3 separate regions of the Sus scrofa genome follow, and all the other regions are linked to region 2. Evidence: chromatin contacts called from public Hi-C data. All regions are on one chromosome and are shown on one strand. The core of a region is the stretch at or near the end of the contact, and the rest is flanking DNA. Distances in the headings are between cores, read along the strand shown.

What was found. Hi-C and Micro-C count contacts between places; a contact is called where the count stands out from the background.
Region 1: a contact with region 2 is called in a Hi-C map of liver, with 3 times the contacts expected there. The contact joins the enhancer-like site here to the promoter of SERP2 in region 2. A contact is called at or near these places in 4 of 47 Hi-C or Micro-C datasets (embryonic fibroblasts, fetal skeletal muscle, liver and 1 more).
Region 3: a contact with region 2 is called in a Hi-C map of liver, with 1.9 times the contacts expected there. The contact joins the enhancer-like site here to the promoter of SERP2 in region 2. A contact is called at or near these places in 1 of 5 promoter capture datasets (liver), 4 of 47 Hi-C or Micro-C datasets (heart right ventricle, liver and subcutaneous adipose tissue) and 1 of 2 datasets of contacts at active chromatin or transcription factors (skeletal muscle).

The regions. Positions count from the first base shown.
Region 1 is chr11:22,831,678-22,835,671 of Sscrofa11.1, forward strand. All of the region lies in intron 3 of LOC102167197 (a long non-coding RNA gene), which reads right to left. Among named protein-coding and RNA genes, the nearest start is that of SMIM2, 62 kb to the right of the region's middle. Within about 2 kb of position 1,669, at least 31 of the 83 cell types and tissues checked have an H3K27ac peak or open chromatin away from gene starts, as enhancers often do. A contact at or near this core is called in liver and skeletal muscle, where this site is marked.
Region 2 is chr11:22,699,632-22,703,390 of Sscrofa11.1, forward strand. SERP2 (stress-associated endoplasmic reticulum protein 2) reads right to left here and starts at 1,264. Exons shown (of 4, transcript XR_002336679.1): 1 at 602-1,264.
Region 3 is chr11:22,873,170-22,877,104 of Sscrofa11.1, forward strand. The region is part of intron 3 of LOC102167197 (a long non-coding RNA gene); the gene reads right to left. Among named protein-coding and RNA genes, the nearest start is that of SMIM2, 21 kb to the right of the region's middle. Within about 2 kb of position 1,827, at least 14 of the 83 cell types and tissues checked have an H3K27ac peak or open chromatin away from gene starts, as enhancers often do.

The sequences.
Region 1 (3,994 bases), core at 419-2,918, 130 kb after region 2:
CTAATCTCCGGTCTCCTTTAGCTCATTGCTTTGCCTCCTCAGGTGTGCTAACCAAGAAAAGCAAAAACATGACTGATTTTCTTATCTTTTTTCTTCTTTTTTCTTTTTTTCGCTTTTTAGGGCCACATCCACAGCACATGGGGGTCAAATCGAAGCTGCAGCTGCACAGTCACAGCAATGCAGGTTCCAAGTAGCATCTGCAAACTACACCATAGCTCATGGCAACGCCGGATCCTCAACCCACTAAGTGAGGCCAGGGATGGAACCCGCATCCTCATAGATAGTAGTCGGATTCGTTTCCACTGCGTCACAATGGGGAACTCCTTCTTACCTACTTTTTTAACATTCAAATCAGCTCTTCGAAAGCAAAGGCAAGACAATAATAGTATTAGTAGCTTACAGTTAAAGCGAGGAATCAAACAGCACTTCTATAGCATCTATTATGTGGCAGGTACTGTTACTGGTATGTTCTTTGAATTGTATGTCGTCGTGAAGCCATGTGTGTTGGAGGGGGCAGGGCAAAGGATGCCAGAATCTTTCTTCTCTCCTGCTCCTGACTTTGAACTTCTCAGAATTAATTTTAGCAGGGCCAGACCTAAGTGGAATCTGACTCTTACTTGTGGCTTCAAAAATAGTCCCACTCTAAAGGCTGCCTTTTTGGCAAAGGGAGGAGCCAGACAGGACACAGGGGTGTGAGGCCTGACCTCTCCGGGGGTGTTTCTCAGAATCTGTGCTTCCTCCTCTCCTTCCTCTTTTTTTCTTTTTGATGAATGCCCCATGTGCTAATAACCTTGAACGCCAAAACCCTCCCCTCCTCTGGCTCCAGGGCACCAGTTCCCTGGGATCCTAGTACACTCTGCCTTCCTGCTCCACCTCCTGGGGCCCACAGAGCCCTGAGAGACACACGTGTGCCGTCAGGGGGAGAATTTGGCCCCCAGGGTCCAAAGACACTCAAAACCAAGCTCTGCACAGTAATTCCCCTCATAAATCTTGGCTTTAACTACAAATTATTTAGACTATCCAGTTTCACTTCCTTCTCCTGACCCATCAGATTCAAAGGATTTCAGACTTAAGGGAAACATGGGGTCTGAATTAAGCCAAGTCATTAACTTGATCATCTTTAAGTCTCTTGTTTCACCGGGGAAGCCCTGGAGGGGGGAGATGTGGGGGCAGGGGTACAAGGATATCTACATATAGAAAGGATTTTCAAAGTCAAACTTGCTCTATTTTGTAACATTGAAGATGGTATGGCTAGCCCACCTGACTGTGACACAATTGCCCTTAGTACCTGTACCCAGTGGTACACCTCCAGAAATTTGAAACAGGAAATAAACAAGATTCCAGGGGCTCAGGCAAGACCATAATGACAGCCTAGGAGAGCAGCTACAGCCCCTTTCTGTGATGAGGCCTCTGTCCCTCCCCTGGGGTCGAGGATGCTATTTGATCCGTACAGCTTTTCTTCTCCCCACTGCAAGTACCTGCTTGCCAGCTTCCCCAGTGCAGCACACAAACAATAAACGACAAAGGACACTGGCAGCAGCTTTCAAGGCAGGCCTGAGGCAGGGATTTCCCAGAATTTGTTATGAGAGGCAACCTGTGTTTCCCATCAGGTTGGGAGGGGCCAGGAACCAGGTGGAACGGCCATGAGTCAGGCCTAGAGAATGTCAGTTTCAACACCCACTCTGCAAGAGCCTGTTTCATTATATCTGCTACCTGCAAGGAAAAGGTCACCCACTCTAGTAAATGATTAATTGCTGGCTGCTTCACATATTATTTCAACTCTAATTCTTTGACATTTCTGGTTAATTTTTGTAGGAAAACCAGGACGTGCTTCATTTCGTTTTATGGGCTGGTAACCGCAGTCGATGGTCAGTTGGTGAGCTGGTTCCATTCGATGGATCCTTTGCAAACACCTGTGTGTCGGATTGAGGGTGGAAGTGGGGGGCATGGGCCTCAATTTGTAGTTCAAATTCTGGTCTAAGTTGTCTCATCCAAGTTGAAGGTTCACAGAATGGCTGGAAACCAGTTGAACAAGCACGGTGGTCTGAGCAGGGCAAGAAGAATAGATGATGCAGGTGTCTAGAGAGAATTCAAGCCACACGGGGATCATACTTGGGGCCCTCCGGCTCCCAAATCCCTGTCCTCAGCCCTTGGGAGGATGGACCTAGGAAGATTGGGGGTCCCTTTTGGGACCTGTCAGCACTCTCTGTGAGAAGACACCGTGGTCAAAGGTCACGTTGAGCCCCCATCCGCTTGCTGGCTGGCCTGGTCTGGGCGATGGCAAAGGGGCAAGAAGAGAGCCGTGGAATTGGATCTCTCACTCCTCCTCACATTTACTTCCCTCAAAAGCATAACTGCCAAGCGTCTAACTTATTGGAGAGTATTTTTAGGAGGGATGAAGGGGGTGGGGAACTGGCAGACAGAGGGAGGGTCAGTTATATTCTCAGCATGGCCTCACCTCTTTTCCTACCTTTTTTCAATGTGGGACTCACTTGATGTCTGTTGTGAGCTCTGGAATAAGCAGAACCACACCCTCTGGACCTGTACCTCAGAGCCCACCTGATTTCCTGAAGCTTGGTGACTGTGGGGGCCTCACTTAAGAAAGCTGCATGTTTTAGAGTTCCCATCGTGGCACAGCAGAAATGAATTGGATGAGGAATCGGGAGGTTGCAGGTTCGATCCCTGGCCTTGCTCAGTGGGTTAAGGATATGGCGTTGCCTGAGCTGTGGTGCAGGTCGCAGACACGGCTTGAATCGGGCATGGCTGTGGCTGTGATGTAGGCCAGCAGCTGTAGCTCCGATTGGACCCCTAGCCTGGGAACCTCCATATGTTGCGGGCCTAAGAAGCAAAAAATAGATAAATAAATGAAAGTTGCATGTTTTTTTTCAGAATTAGGACAGAAAGAAGAATAAACGACAAGTTTAAAAATCCTGACGAATAGGACAAACATTCAGAAAAATCCCGTACTGCTGCTAGGAACGAATGCCCGGCACACCGCTACGATACTGTGTTTCCCACATTTTTTTGGCTACATACTCTTGGATCCTCTTTTCGCACGACAATACTTTTGTAGAAGAACAACAGAGGGATAAGTCAGTGTTTCCTCTATCAGGGTTGATCAAAAACACTTTTGAAATTTTTAAATTAAATAGTTGGAATGTATAAACTGTCGACTCACAGAGGGACACATGGGCTATTTATAGGTACATCTAGAAGTTTATGCTCTACAGACACAGGGACAGCTTCCTTTTTGATGAGGCGTCCGTGAGAATTGAAATATCTGCTTACAGTTTTACGTGTTTGAGGATTGGAGGTTTTCCCACAGACCAGCTTCTGCCTCCAAGATCTCAAACCTCAGGGATCCTTCGTTTTCCACATGGTCCCAGGCCACACGCTGCATGGCGCCTCTGTATCGTGGTATCACACATGGCTGTGTGCCTTTGGAGCACCCTGATGGAGGAGCTGGCACCGTAGGTTCTGGGAGTATTTCTAGAAGAAAATTCCTTCTCCGCAATAAATAGCAATAGCTTAACCATTATACACCGAGGTGACTGTGAATTGTATAAACATAGCCCATTAAACCCAAACCAAATGTATCTCCAGCTCACCTTCACCTCAGCCAAATGCCCACACATCACGGCCACCCCAACCCAACCCACACAAGAGAGAGTTGGTGAAGGGGGAGCCGGAGCATAAGAGATAGTGTTAACTGACTGAAGTTAAAATGTTTTACTTTGGCAATTTTTATGGAACTCCTGTGACTGTGGGTCCTGTGGTTTCATTAACATCGCAGTCAGTCTGCTTCTGCTTGTGGGCATTTTAAAGCCAAGTTCAGTGCTCAATAGATAGCTCTTAACTGAAGAAAAGGAGAAATTAATCTGGAAAAGAAAGTGAAGAGTGATGAAAGAGGACATCAACGGTGAGGCTGCTGGCAGCCATGCATGTCCCCAGCAGCATCTCAGCCTGACACGGGTCCGGGGAAGCAGCCAGGTGG
Region 2 (3,759 bases), core at 14-2,513:
GAGGCAAAAGTGGAGGATCAAGGAATAAGCCTGAATCTCATTCCCATTCCTGATTTATACCGGGAGACCACTACAAAGGCTCTGGAAAGAAAACCTTATTATAGTGTGCTTGTTGGGGATGGTGGGGAGGGGTATGAAGCCTGGGAAGGAATATGGCAAATGGCCTCCCTTTAATCATTCATTCATTCATTCATTCATCCATTCATTCAAGTATCCGATCCAGCACCTTCTAGGTTTCAGGCCCCTGTGTCAAGCAATTGGCTTAATTGTTCCCTTAAGGATGTGACTTTCCATCTTTCCCAGAGGCGTAGGCCGGATCCTCTGGGGGGGGGGGGGACCCTTCTGCGCCTCCTTGGGACCCCAAGCAGCCACTCTCAGAGGGGCCACGGCCAACCAGGACCCTCTCCGCGCACAGAGAGCACAAGCCGGAGCTGCCTGAGCGGCCTCACCGGAACCCCCACCTCGCTCGACCTCCGGGGAAAGGGGGCCCCTGGGCCCGGAGGAGGGGGAGGCCGGTCTTGCGCCCGCCCGAGGCCCTGAGCCCGCCCCGCCCCGCCCTGCCCTGGCCCCGGCCGCCGGGTCAGCGCCGCCCCCGCCTTACCAGGGTTTTGGCTACGTTCCCCCTCTGGGTGATGTTTTTGCTGTGCTTCTCGTTAGCCATCCGGATCCGCTGTTTGGCCACCATGGCTCGGGCGCTAGGAAATGTTCTCGACTCCCACTGCAAGGATTCCCCCGCGTGAGCCCCGGACGCGGCCGAGCGCGTCCCGCTCGCCCCGGGCGCTGCAGGTGGCAAGGCGCGGCCCCTGAGCCCCGCGCACCCCGCTCCCCAGCCCCCAACGAGCCAGCTCCAGAGAGAGGCCAGAGCCCGGACGGAAGTAATCTTTCATCTCAGGAAACCCTCTCCTACTTCCTCGCCATCCTTCCGGTCCCCCCAGCTACCTAACCGGCGCGGCCCCGTGGCAGGCGCTGCGGCGCGTTCTCCCTGCACCGGCGGCCGGAGCGCAGCGCGCCGAGGCGCTCGGGCCCGGGGCCCCGGACGTGTCCGGATCCAGCGGCCGAACGCAGCGGGGCCGAGGGTTCCGGCGGCCCCGGGCTTTGTGCGTGCGGGCTTCTCGGCCTGGGGCCCACCGAGGCCTGGGGAAGGGATTGGGGCGGCCGCCCTCCGAGCCGGGTCGCGCCGTCTGCCCGCACCGCTGCCCGGTGGCTGAGGGCTGGGCTGGAGGCGGCGGTCCGGGGGTCCTCAAAAGACAAGTTGAACAAGGGCAGGCCTGGGCCCGCCCTGGGGTAGGGCCTGCGCAAGGAAGGCCACGGCGGCGGGAGATTTCCCAAGCGCTGCACAGAGGGCTGGGTCTCCCCAGGGATGGAGATGAAGGCGTGAGGAGGATGGAGTGGGGATGGGCCTTGCTGCCCGGGTCCGTGCGGGGGTTACACGGAAGACGGGCCAGCGCCACATCTGAGTGAACAGTGGAGGAAGGCCTTGCGCCTGCGGCCCCTGTGGCATTTGGTATCACTGCCCCGAGGTGGGGAGCTTTGACCAGCTTTGGCTCCCCACCCACCTGGGGCGCCTGGGACCTCCTCCAGCCACCCTTGTCCCGAGGAGTATGAGCTGGGAGTTGCCCTGGGCGACAGGGATAAAAACAGATGTTTCCCTGACTCGCAAACATTGGTACCAGGCCCTACAGATTGTCTAGTGTGGGGGCAGGAGAAAAAGAAGTTCACCCTCACTTTTCCATGTGCTGAATGGATGGGAGTGAACTCTTAGAAGCGCAGGAGGGGAGTTCCCGTGGTGGCTCAGTGGTTAAGGAATCTGACTATAAGCCATGAGGTTGTGGGTTCGATCCCTGGCCTCGCTCAGTAAGTTAAGGATCCAGCGTTGTCGTGAGCTGTGATGTAGGCTCAGATCCCATGTTGCTGTGGCTCTGGCATAGGCCGGCAGCTACGGCTCTGATTAGACCCCTGGCCCAGGAACCTCCATAGGCCGAGGGTGCAGCCATAGAAAAGACCAAAACAAAACAAAACGAAAAAACAGGAGGGCTAAGAAGAAAAGAGGAAACTTTAGCCTGGAAGATTTGGAGCCATGGGAAGGATGCTGGGACTTAGACCAGCTTTGGCTAATTCACCCTGGTGGTCCTTCCTGGGTCTATCAAGGCGTCTGTGGCATCTGCAGAATATTATGGGGTGTGTCAATGAGGGAGCACTCCTTTTCTCTTTTGAGGGTCCTTTTTTTCCCCCATTGTTGGCTGCCCTGTGGCACATGGAGCTCCTGGGCCAGGAATGGGGTCCAAGCCACAGTTGAGACCTAAGCCAGAGATGCAACAACACAGGATTCTTAATTCGTTGAGCCGAGCCGGGAATCGAACTTGCATCCCAGTGCTTCCAAGATACCTCTGAACCTCTTGCGCCACATGAGGAACTCCTGGGGGTCCTTTATTTTACCAAGCTCATCCTCATGCCCCTCCCACTTCTTGTCATTCGAACTGTCATATAGACTGGGGCTGCTTTGGGTAACCCAGAAGTCAGAAGCTAATGAATAAATCTGGTCATCATTAATAAAGTCCGATTATTCTTTTTCTAAAGGTCAGTTAAGTTTCCAAAGTAGTTTCCACCGGCTTAACCATTACCACCACCACCACCAGCATTATTACAGGACCAGAAACCAAGAAAGCCCAACTTCAGTGCCAGACTTTTTTTTTTTTTTTTTCTTTTTTGGCCACCCTGTGGCATATGGAATTCGCAGGCCAGGGATCAGATCCGAGCCACAGGTGTGACCTAAGCCACAGCTGTGGCCATGCCGGATCCTTAACTCACTGTGCCGGGCTGGGGATAGGACCTGGGTCCTGGCACTTCCAAGATGCCACCAATCCCACTGAGCTGCAGTGGGAACTCCTAGTGCCAGGCTTTTAATAACAGGGGCCCCCAAAAAAGAAAGAAAAAAAGAAAGAAAAAAAATGAACAGTGGCCACATGTTGGGAAGGGGAGAGAGGACCATCCCCTGCCACAGTGACACTTTTTGAGCCTGGCTGTGGCGTGAGGCCCAGAATGATCCCTCAGATCTCGTCCAGATACCTGGACAGGAGGCAGAAGGGAGGTCCCTGCCTGAGCTGAGCACAAACCTGGCTCTGAGGAACATTAAGGAAAAGATACGGACAGAGATGGTTTTTTCATTCGAGGGTACAAGCAGAGAAGCATTCCTCTGGGTCAGAAACCTGCCTTCCCACAGGTTCAGAGGAGCTGCCTTGTTCAGGAAAACATTATTGTTATTGTTGTTGTTTTTCTTGGCTGTACTCACTGCATGAGGAAGTTCCTGGGCCGGGGATCGAACCCAAGCCGCAGGAGTGACAAGGCTGAATCCTTAACTGCCAGACCAGCAGGGAATTTGGGAAAAATTGTTTTTTGACTCTGGACTCCCACTTGATACTGGCCAATTTTCCTCTTTTTTTCTTGCTAGGCTTCACTTTACAATATTTTAAATTAGTTTAATTACAGACTTTGTACTCAGAGTAAACATTCACACAGAAATAGAATATCAAGGGGAAAGCAAAAGTTTCATTTCCGTACCCCCCCCCCCACTACTTCCCGCTGTTTCTAGGTTACCCTTTTAGTATTTTTTACTCATATCTAAGCCTACTTATGTATTTCATTTTTTGGGGGGTGGGGGGCTATTTTAGGGCGGTGCCCGAGGCATATGGAGGTTCCCAGGCTAGGGGTCGAATCGGAGCTGCAGCTGCCGGCCTACACCACAGCCACAGCAGCGTGGGA
Region 3 (3,935 bases), core at 577-3,076, 170 kb after region 2:
CAAATCCTGGCTCTTGCATCCATTGAGAAACTTTGGGGAATTACTTCAACTCACTAGGCCTCAGTTTCCTCTTCTGAAAAATGGAAATGGTGACAGTGGAATCCACTTTGTAGGGCTCTTGTGCAGATTAAAGCAATAGAAATGAAGTATTCAGAACAGGGCTTGATTTTCAATAAGCATGGGCTCTTCTGAGTAAGTAGATGGAAAATGTTGGTTATGTGAATGAAGAGTAGTAGCACAGGGTTCCGATAATTGCACAAGAGCTCTGTCCAGGCCAGCTACCATCATGTAGTCAGTTGCCATAAATCTGCTACCGGTTCCAAGAAATACATCCATCAACAAATCCACCTGCAATGCACATGAAACCACCCCTGGCAGGGCTGGAGGCGGGCTGCACAGCCAGCTCCTGCATCTCCCCTTCCTGCTTCTTGGCCTAAGCCAGCAGAACACTTTCAGAGTGGGCCACCGGGCTCCAGTTCCAGCTCATCTGTCATGGGTCCTGTTTTTTTCCCACACTAAGTGACCTCCCCCCAGGAGGCTGATTCGGGCGATTGGTAGATCTCCTTCTTGGTTCCATTCCATCTCATGATTTCACGCGTCTCCTTTCCCCTAATGATGCTAAGTGGTTCCCAGAGGGTGAACTGGAATGAGAACAGGGTGCTTGTCAACACTTGGAAAATAATGGCTTTTCCCATCAGAGTTGGGTTTGGCAACTGCTCTGTGGTCGGGCGAACATGTGTAGTGCTTGTACTATTTGCAGCATCACATGAGTTTCCACACACGTGCCCAGAGGCACCGGCACTCACTCCAAAGGGGATCTATGTGGGGTGGTGCACGCACCCCATGTTCACATACATGTGTTCACAAGGCCTCCCCTTCCCTGCTCAGATTCCTAACTTATCCTAAAATGACCCTGCCTCGGCAGAGGCGGGGGCAGGTTGCGGGGGGGGAGGCGATCCACAGCCATCTTCTCATCGGGTTTGCTGTATCTTTGTTTTGAATCCTGGGGCCCTTATGTTCACATTTGTTCCCAGCCTCTCTGCCCGCTGGACTCCCGTTCCTGCCTCCTCCACCTGGGAGGGCGCCCCACACCTGTATAAGGCCCAGGTGTGTGAGCGTGTGCTGGGCCCACGGGGATGACTTGCTCGACATGTAACATCACGGGCCCTTCATGTCCAATCAGGAGGAATCCAGGATGTTCTGCCGCCCTGACTCTCCTCTCCACCGGCCCCGGGCGTGAGGGTGAGGACCGGCTGAGACTCCACCTCCCCAGGGCTGACTGCCTCATCTTGGTTGTAATTTCTCTCAGGAGACCGTGCCCCTGGAGCCCCAAAGCCTTTAGGGTCTGTTGCTGCTCCCATTCTTGAGACAGTCCAATTTATTAGGTGAACCCATGGGTTCGGCTAACCACGAACACACCTCGGAGCCGACGTGGCTTGTCCCGTGTGCCAAGAGAGCAAGCGTGCCTGTGGGGTCTGTCAGGAGGAGGAAGGCCTCTCCTCCTTATCTGGGAGGGTGATGACATGGCCCTACCTCTGCCACACAAAGGAGGCTATTTATAGTTATCGTCTATGGACACTTAGGTGTGTCTCTATAAATAGAACTTTCCAGAAAAACCTTCCAAGCCAATTTTCTTATCTGTCCCCTAAATAATGTTGACTGACAGGGAGAGGCAAAGCTATATTAGCTCTTCCCCAGAAAGTAGAAGGCATGGCTGATCTTCGACGGGTGAGATGTTAATGAGTTTGTGTAGGTGCACTCCCGGCCAGGGAGGAATGAGAGGTAAACACTGTCTAAGAGACGTGAACTCTCTCACCCGGCACCTATGTTTTTCCTCCACTAATTATGCCCTGGCTGCGGCAGAGAGAGCAGATAATGCAGGTAAAACATGCCTGTGTTCTGGTTGTCAAGGAGATGGGGGATCTGCTTGCTTTGGTCTGTGCACAGGCAAATTTAGCAAGGCCCAGCATCTAGATTTCTGGACTTTTACCAAATCTCTGCATCCTTGCTTCAGAGCTTCGTTGAGTTCAGTGATTTTAGCATGTTCTTTTCTTTCCATGGTTCTCTTCTCTCCACCACCCCCTCTACCTGTGAAACTGCTGACATAAAATGAAACCCTCTGTGGCAAAGGAGCTTTGCCAGGCACCCAGACTGGGTGTCGGCGAGCCCCTGGAATGGCAGAGCCGGGCGAGGTGACCATCCACAGCCCAACTCCTGGCGTCCACTCCTCAGGACTGTGAGGGGAGCAGCGACTTCCTCAACCCACTGACTGGCTGGTTCAAAGGACAGGTGACAAGCAAAAAAGTGATTTTAGAAGGATGGCGTCAAAGGGGTTTGGAGCCAGAGAGGAACATGCAGGATCTGAGAGCAGGAAAGCTGAACCACAGAAGCTGTTGATATGTTTCTATGTCAACCGGGTCTCTCCGATGCTGGAAGGCTAGGGTCTGCCTGGCAGGAAGCTGCGGAAGCTTGTGGGACCCACCAGGCCAGGGTGAACCTTGCTGGCTGCGCTGCTTTTCCTGGGATCATCTCTGGGGGAGCCTGTTTCCCCTTGGTTGACTGGTAAATCATTACAGAGCCATGACTGGAGTATGTGCGAACGTTCCCCTGGTTCATTAGCCTTGGACACAAATGAGACTGTCAAACCTTGGGATCAAATTTTGTTTGCTCAGCTGTGCTCCCCGGGGGCTTCTTTCACAGTCCTAGCTCCTCGCGCATCTCTGAGAGCTCCGAGGCCCTGTCTTACATGCTCCACGGTCAGCCGAGCTGTATGGAAATAGCAGCCTGTCATCCGTGAGCTGCCATTTGAGGGGGGTCCCCCCTCCGCCAAAGCTGGCGGAAGTTTAGTCGGGGTCAGGGTTGAGGCACATCGGACCTTTTGGCTTCAGGGCACACCCCCTACCACCAGAGGGGAGCGCTGGGGGGAGTCCTTTCCCTCGCACTGCGCTTCGTCTCTGGGACTTCCTCTCCCCGAGGAGGCAGCCACCCTTCCTGCAGTCTGTCTTCTTCTAGCCTTGCCTCTCCCATTCCAGTTCACCAGCTGAGGAAGCCAAGTTCAAAGAACTTTTTTTTTTTTTTTTTTTTTTGCAGATGACTGGAGCAAAAAGTACAGATAAACGTAGAAGAATGTGATGGCAGGCGTGCAGACGAGGGCCTGGGGGACCAAATGAAGGGGCAGGCATAGCAAGTGCTGGGGAGAGGCAAGCGGGGCTGGCGAGAATGCTGAGAGGTGGGATCACGGCAGACGTGGGGGGACACACACGTGCTTCCACAGCAACCGGGCTTTCCTCCGACGGCCTCCCACAATTACGGGGCCTTGTAATTGCTCTTTCAGCCGTCTCTCCACTAATCTACGTGCTTCAGAGACTGACGCTTTAATCTCTGTATTCCCAGAACCCAGCTCAGTTCCTGATACATAACAGGTGTTCAAAACACAGAAGACTGGCTCGGGCAGAGACAGGGAGGCCCAACAGGCACACTGTGGGCCGGGGGCAGTGAGCACAACTGCTGGGTTTAAAATGGTGGCTCTGTTGTAAATCAACCAAACTTCAATAAAAGAAAGTGTAATTTAATTTTAAAAATGATGGATACGTGTAGGGAAGTGATAGAGAGTCAGCCTTGAGTACCTTGGTTTCACTTAACAATGAGTCAGAAGCTGAAATCAATCCTTGAGTGTGGCTCCAACCCCAGGGCTGGAGGATTGATTTGCAGAAGGTGCGCGTAGAATGGCTGAGGTGGGGGAGAGGAGGAGGCGCGGGCTGAGGGCCTCGTGCAGAAGGTGTTGTAGGCAGTGGGCATGAGAAGTGGGGGGAAGGGGGCAGAGCAAAGCGGGAGGCTGGATGAGCAGGAATCAGGCTGGATTCACCCGGGTGCTCCACTGACCGTCCGTTCATAAGCTCGTGTAGGCTTGATTCACTGGGCTGCGCCAGTGCCCT